Linked DNA regions of Rattus norvegicus: region 1 is linked to region 2. Evidence: chromatin contacts called from public Hi-C data. All regions are on one chromosome and are shown on one strand. Each heading gives the region's core, a stretch centred on a gene start, on an enhancer-like site or on the middle of the called end of the contact. The rest is flanking DNA. Distances are from core to core; before and after follow the strand shown. Region 1 has its middle 210 kb from the start of Zfp608. Region 2 holds the start of Zfp608 (zinc finger protein 608).

Region 1 (3,390 bases), core at 101-2,600, 210 kb before region 2:
AGAAAAGAAAAGGAAGGGGGCAAGAAGCCAGAGTAGGTAGTGCAGTCTCTCTGGGCAGGACAGAACCAAGAATATTTCCAACGTCTAACAAAAACAAGAGGAGAGGCAGATCTGCTGCCTTCAACATCCCTGCCCTGAACTGCCTGACCAGATTCCCTCTCCTGTTCTCCATATTAGGTTGGAAATGTTAACAACAAAGAAAAAAAAATACATTATATAACATAACAAACTCTCCAAACTCTACTCTTGCTTATCCACTACACAATAGCACCTTTGCACTTTGAAGTAGTAGTTTAAACATACACATACACATGTGCACATGCACACACACACACACACACAAACACACACACACATACACACACCATCATTTCTCTCTCTGTCTCTCTGTGTCTGTCTTTCTCTCTCTCACACACACAAGCACACACACACACACACACACACACACACACACCACCCTGTCTTTACATACCTCACCCTGTCTTTACACACCCCACCCTGTCTTTATAAATCCTACTCTGTCTCTTTCTCTCTGTGTGTCTCTGCATGTCTCTGTCTCTCTCTCTCTCTCAAACACAAACACACACACACACACACACACACACACACACACACACACGCACACACACACACACACACACCTGCCACAAGGCTTTAGAAAATTTGGTTGAAATCTTCATTCTTAAACTTGAACCTCAAAGTGCTCTCATGCAGAAAAGCTCTGTGTGCCTCAGAGCCCTGAAGACACAAGGAGGCCTGTGCAGCTCCCTGCTTTCCAAGTGACTAATAAAAGGTGTCTTGGCTGTGCTCCATTCCGGCAGGCAAATAGTGTGCCGATTAGTAAGTTACCTTGCCCTAACTCTAGCTGGATGAAAACAAATGACTTTCAGCAAACTCATTTTGTCTCCAACTCTTTGCCAGGAACAGAAAACAGATTCCTTGTGTTCCAGGGCAGAAGAGAAGCAATACCAAGTGGTAGATGGGGTCTGTTTTCTGTTCCTCCCAAGTTCAAAGAGAAGAATTGTTTGCTAGAACAAAATTCTCAAACTTAAAAAAAAAAAGAAAAGGATTCTTATCATTCATTTAGCTTAATAACACAACACGTATATTTGTCAATCAAATTAGAATTACTGTCAGCCCGTAATGCATTTTCGTTTAGCCAATATCAGTCAGTCCTGATTTATTTGCTTAATACAAAATCTAATTGAGTTTCAGGCTGCTTTCCTCTCAGCTGTTAACCGACCAAGTACATCTTTAATTTCCAAGAGCGATGGCGTGCTAGCCATAGAGAGGAAGAACGATCTGCAGCCGGCCCCAGAAGGGTGCCAAAACTCTTCACGCTTTAAACAACAGCCTTTATTATTCTGTAAGTGGATGTGTTGAATTTTCATGCTTTTGTTTCGAGTTCAGTCCTGACAGCAAAGAATAAAGTAGATTTTGCCAGCACCCCTGCTGTGCCCTGGGGGAGAAATTCAATGTGACTCATTTGTCTTAATTGGAGACCCGCCTTCAGCACCAGCTTCTTCTATGAATACATTAGCATAACAGACAAAATCCAAGCCTACTTTTGTAGCAATAGGCCCCCCACCCCTACACACACACACACACACACACACACACACACACATACTTTTTTTTTTAAAGACTAATAAAATCTGCAAGTGAAGTGGGTTTGGTCTCCTGGATTCCTTAGACTTGTGCTTGTAAAATTCATCAAGCTTGTTCTATCTCGGTGCTGTTATTAGAGCCAGTCATGAAGAATGTGATAAATATCGCACATGACAGCAAGCTGAAGGCCTCTCTTTATTCTTCATAATGTGCTAATCCCACAGCCTTGTTCTTTGACTGGTTATGCAGCTTTTTCCGTGGGGAGAGTTGGTTTTACACAGACGTGGCGACTGTGGAGCTGTTCTGAACGAGTGGGGAGGGGGCAGGGGACTTAGTGGCGAAAGAAAAATCCTTACTTAGGTGAATTTATTAACAGTAAAACAAATGTGGTTGTCTCCTTCAAGCCAGGATGTTAAACTCTTGCCAGTTTATGGGAGAAATATTCAATTTGTCTTCAGGTTTTTCATATGACAAAAGGGCTCCGTGTCTGGACAAACAGCCTGGCTGCTTAAATCATTTCCTTGCCCAGATCCCTCTCTATCAGATTGAACTAATGGAATTTAAAGGTGGCTATTTCAAAGGAAATATTTCCTCCCCATGTTCCCTGGGCCAGAGTTAATTCTTTGAGCACATCTGTTCACCTTGTTTGCCTCGGCCAGTGTGTGAAGGAGATGAAAAGCGAGGAAAAAAAGTATCCCCCCCCCCAAGAAAAAAAAAATATATCCTGGAAGTGTATCTGCCTCTCAAAAATTACCTAACAAATCTCTATCTGTCTCTGTCTCTTTCTCTCTCCTTCCGTCCCTTCCCCACTCTCTCTACCTCCCCCAACACCTCCCTCCCTCCCTTTGCCCCCACTTTCCTTGTCTGCAACTAACATTCACCACCTCATTTCCTAGAATGCTTCCAGGAATTTCAAATAAGATAGGGTATTGGGTCTGTGGGTCTGTGCGCTTTTGTTCTTGCTGTAAAGCACTTGTTTTGTTTTGCATTATTCTGTATGCCCACTTAAAAATTAAATACAGTTTGAGTCAAGTCCTCCCGGGTAAAGAGAAGGCAAAATCATTTTTGGAATAATAATGAGGAGATACAGAAATTCTTATGACCCAGAGAGAATCAATTCTTCCTTCTATGTAAATCCCAACAGGAGTTTTGCCACATTTAAAAGCTGAGATGGCTTCCTAAGAAGCTTCCAGGGAAAACAGAGACTGAGGCTGGCACCTCCCACCCCTGGCATTCTCCTCAACCCAATAAACAATTGACAGGCTGTGCTGAGGCAGTGTGTGTCAGGAACTGGGAAAGAAAGGTTTGCTTTCTTGTGTAAATGAATATAAAAGGAATCACTTGGCTTGATCGGTCCTGTAAGAGGCCGTCAGCTGGCCACTTTATTGCTTGTACCGTTTACATTACAAGAGTCACAAGCAGGTTAAGGGGTTTATCTGATAATTCTCCTTGCTTTCTAAACAAACATTCTAGCCACAGGGAAAGTTTTTTTAATCACCCAACTCCTCCAGTAACTCACACCCTGTCCTGTCTGGGCCAGGAGGAGAAGAGTCATTTTCTGGGAATCCATTTTCTCACTCCCGTCATCTCAAACTCCTTGTTGTATGATGGTAGGCTTCTAGCAGTGTCCAGATATTATAAGGAATGAGAAATGAGAGGCGAGAAGACAGAAGTGAGGGCTGGGGCGAAAGGTTTTCCTGGGAGGTTGTTGCTGGGATCATTATATATAATTTACAATTGAAGAGGTTTCTTAACATTGGGAGTGATACCCGTTCATTATAT
Region 2 (3,521 bases), core at 540-3,039:
CTGTCAGGTCTCCTGCGCACCTTCCCCCTCCTTTCCTCTTCTACCGGAGCTGAGCTGACCCCCGCCCAGACCGAGCCAGGCAAATGGGAACCCGGGTAGAACAAGCTGATTTCTCTCCTGTCACATCCCCCTGCTCAGTAATTTAATAGTAAACTAGGGAATATTCATCCATTACATGTAATGACTGTAACTACCATTTTCCACCTTCTTAAAAAAGGGGGGGGGGCAAGAAGAAAAAAAAACATTAAGAGAAGGTGTGTGTGTGGGGGGGAGCCCCACCCAACCCAAACAAACCCACAAATAGTAACAATGGTGTGTTTATTACAAGTCCCTGTTTGGGAGCTAGCAAAATGTTTTTCTTTGTTTAATACATGGTGGGGGGGTGTTTCCTAAAATCCCAGCAGCTCCGAGGTACTCTGCCCTCCCCCCAGGCGTCCTCCGCTTTGGCCCCTTGGGAAAGCCGACAAATTGGAGATCAGTTGAGGAAAGGTTTATAAGCTGTTTCTTTAAAACATCTGCTTTGCTCTTGTGGCCATTACATTTCCCTCCTTCCGAACTTCCGAGATGGCTGAGAAATGTTTCACATTCATAACTTGTAGCTTCGCCCACTGTAGGGCGTGCGGGGGGAGAGGGGGTTGCAGGGGGAAGGGAGAAACCTTCAGCTTTTTTTTTTTTAAAAGACCAGATCAGTATTTTCTTGATACGCTTGTCACCATTTTTGTTCTCACGACAACCAATTGAGCCCTTGATCCTCACGTGATGTGAAAGGCTTGCACTGTAACAAAACCGCTCCTTTTAGATGGTTGGTGTTGCTAACGCGCCCATCCCCCTCTCCCAGCCCCGACATTTCCAGCAAAGCGACTCTCCACTTCCAATCCATCAACAATTCATTACTGCTTTTAGCTTCCAAACGCCAGCTAATTAAAAATACTAAGCCAAGCTCCGAGGCCATCTGACTAAACACAGGAGGGGGTGGGCGAGAGGTGGAGAGAGGAGGAAAAAAAAAATAGAGACGCACTGTTTGCTGCGTGTAGAGAAAGAGAAATTGTCCTGGAGAAAGGTCGCCTTAAAAAAAAAAAAAACCTTTTTGACTCTAATTATCGAATTACCACATGACAGATCGGCTTGCGCGGCGGAGGATTTTAACCCCTCCTCGGGGACTATTCTAAGAACTCGGTTCTTTTTTTCTCAAAAACAACATAAAACAGGAAAACATCACATCCTTCAGGTTTCCAAGGCAGCCCCTTTTAGACGCCGTTATTTTCCCCGCTCCACCGCCCCCCGCCCCGGGCGAAAGCTGCTCTAACTGGTTTATCAGCTCCCTGCACAGTCTGCTCCCTCCTCCTCCACACCTTTCTTTTTCTCCTCCAGCCCAGCGCCTCATCCCACCCTTTCTTCCTCCTCCTCCTCCTCCCCATCCTTTCACCCCCTCCTTAAGTTAGTTGGAGAAATCAAATGTCAGGACGAGCGGAAAAATGCCACTTCCCGACTAACAGGCGGAATCCAGCCCAGATTTTCAGTCCTTTCTTCTTATTCTTTCTTCCCTTTCACTAATTTATCCCGATGTTAGCACATTCTGTCTCGTTACTAGAGGACGCCTGTAGGTTTGCTACATGAGATCATTACTTACTGATCACGGTGACTCTGAAGTCTGCAACCGAAAGCGGAATGAGAAGTTCGGAAAAGTTTTTTCTCTAATTCTCTCTCTCTCTCTCTCTCTCTCTCTCTCTCTCTCTCTCTCTCTCTCTCTCTCTCTCTCTCCCTCCTTCCTTTCCCTCCCCTCCCCTCCCCCTCTCCTCTCCCTCTCTCTCAACACCCTATTATTCTGAATGCTTGTTAAGAGGAAAAACACCCTTCGGTGCTTGGGTTGCGAATGTGAAGCATCTCTCAGCTGCACAGTGACACATTTTTTTTTTTTTTTTTTTTTTAAGGAGAAAAGGACTCCAGAGCTTTTTGCCAAAAGGGGGATGGGGAAGTGGAATAATGTTACTGAGTGATTATTTTGGCTGGGATGTGTTACTTGCTTTCTTCCTTTTTGATCATTTGGTGTTTAAGTAAAATGAAGCACACGGTTGTGTGCCTAGTGGACTGAGAAATGTTTTTTTTTTTTATTTGCGGGCCTAATTAAAAAAATGATAAAGGATTTAAAGGTAAGCATTCTCTCTCTCTCTCTCTCTCTCTCTCTCTCTCTCTCTCTCTCTCTGCGTGCCTCTGTATGTCTTTCTCTGTATATTTATTTATTTTCTTGACAATCAACTGTTAAAAGGGGACTGATCCCTTTAAAAAACTGTTTTAACTGCTCTTTGTCAAACACACACTCATTTGTGGTCACTGAGGCCACCTTGGCGCAGATCACTTAAAGTGTACGTCTTAATCAGTTTCCCTACAGACAGTAGCACCATATTTAACTGACTGAGCAGTTCTGTGACCCAGGGGTATGGCAAAATTATTTAGATGGATTTTTCTTTTTTTCTCCAGAAGACAGATATTTAACCTTTCCTCTCACACTGTCTTTTTACTGAGAAAAATACTCTTAAAGAGGTCTGTGCATATTTCATGAAGAATTGTGTAGCTGCTCAGGAAGGAGGGTGGTGGGTATGTGTGTGTGAGGGGAACTACTGTTGTTTTTCTGTTTCTTGTGGAGAACAAAACCTAGGTTGTCTAGACAATTTGTAAGAAGTATTAGAATTAGAAATAAGGAAAACTTAGTGACATTTTGAATACTAGTCCTAGAGAACTTTGAGGGCCTCTTTTTGTTTTTGTTTTTTTGTATGTTTTGTTTTGTTTTTACATTGCAAGACCCAGGACATGTTTAGGGGATGTTGAACAGGGTGTTTTTCTTGTATGAATGTCCAGGATCTTTTCCTGGGGTTGAAATAGCACGTGTGCCAGGCAAAAAAATAAAAATGTTCAACTTAAAAAAAAAAGCCACAAAAACCTTTCTGGGCTTGAATCAGATCCTTGGAGATATTTTAATGCTTTTAAAGAACTGGCTATCCCCCTGCTGTTTAGAGGGATTTTCGTTTTAGCTACTGTAAGATGTTTATTGTCAGGGGGGTGGTTTTCAAGTCTGCCAGTTTTCCTTTAAACCTGGTATTGGACTCTGAAAACGATAATGAGCCCCCTCCTCTCTGTCCTTCCTTGTGTCCCTTACTCACTCCCCAGTATTAATGGTTTTCTATTCCGGTAATACCCAGACAAGAAATATTCGACTTTTTCCCCCCTCTACAGGAGAAGGTGGACCTAGAGTGGAGGGAGTGAGATCCCGGACACATTTTTGGGGCAGGAAAAAGAAGAGGAAAATTGGAAGAATTTTTTTTTCTTTAAAAGAAAGCCCAGAGGAGCTAAACGAATGTCCCCTCATCTCTCAAGGAAAGTTCATTGGATTTTTAATCTCGAGAGCTCATCTTCAGGATGTCCGTGAACGTTTCGACTGCAGGAAAAGGTGTGGATCCAAATACAGTTGATACTTATGACAGTGGCGATGATTGGGAAATCGGGGTTGGAAATTTAATCATTGA

What was found. A called contact is a pair of places that touch in the nucleus more often than the background predicts.
Region 1: a Hi-C map of Schwann cells shows a contact between it and region 2, with 14 times the contacts expected there. The contact joins the enhancer-like site here to the promoter of Zfp608 in region 2. A contact is called at or near these places in 6 of 12 Hi-C or Micro-C datasets (the A7r5 cell line, the Rat2 cell line, Schwann cells and 3 more) and 1 of 1 datasets of contacts at active chromatin or transcription factors (oligodendrocytes).

Annotation. Positions count from the first base shown.
Region 1 is chr18:50,812,426-50,815,815 of GRCr8, reverse strand. No RefSeq gene overlaps it. Among named protein-coding and RNA genes, the nearest start is that of Zfp608, 210 kb to the right of the region's middle. Within about 2 kb of position 1,350, at least 37 of the 93 cell types and tissues checked have an H3K27ac peak or open chromatin away from gene starts, as enhancers often do. A contact at or near this core is called in the A7r5 cell line and Schwann cells, where this site is marked.
Region 2 is chr18:50,606,890-50,610,410 of GRCr8, reverse strand. It overlaps Zfp608 (zinc finger protein 608), which reads left to right and starts at 1,789. Exons shown (of 10, transcript NM_001107378.2): 1 at 1,789-2,150; 2 at 3,232-3,521. The coding sequence starts at 3,415. It overlaps LOC108348794 (a long non-coding RNA gene), which reads right to left and starts at 1,723. Exons shown (of 5, transcript XR_005496361.2): 1 at 1,631-1,723.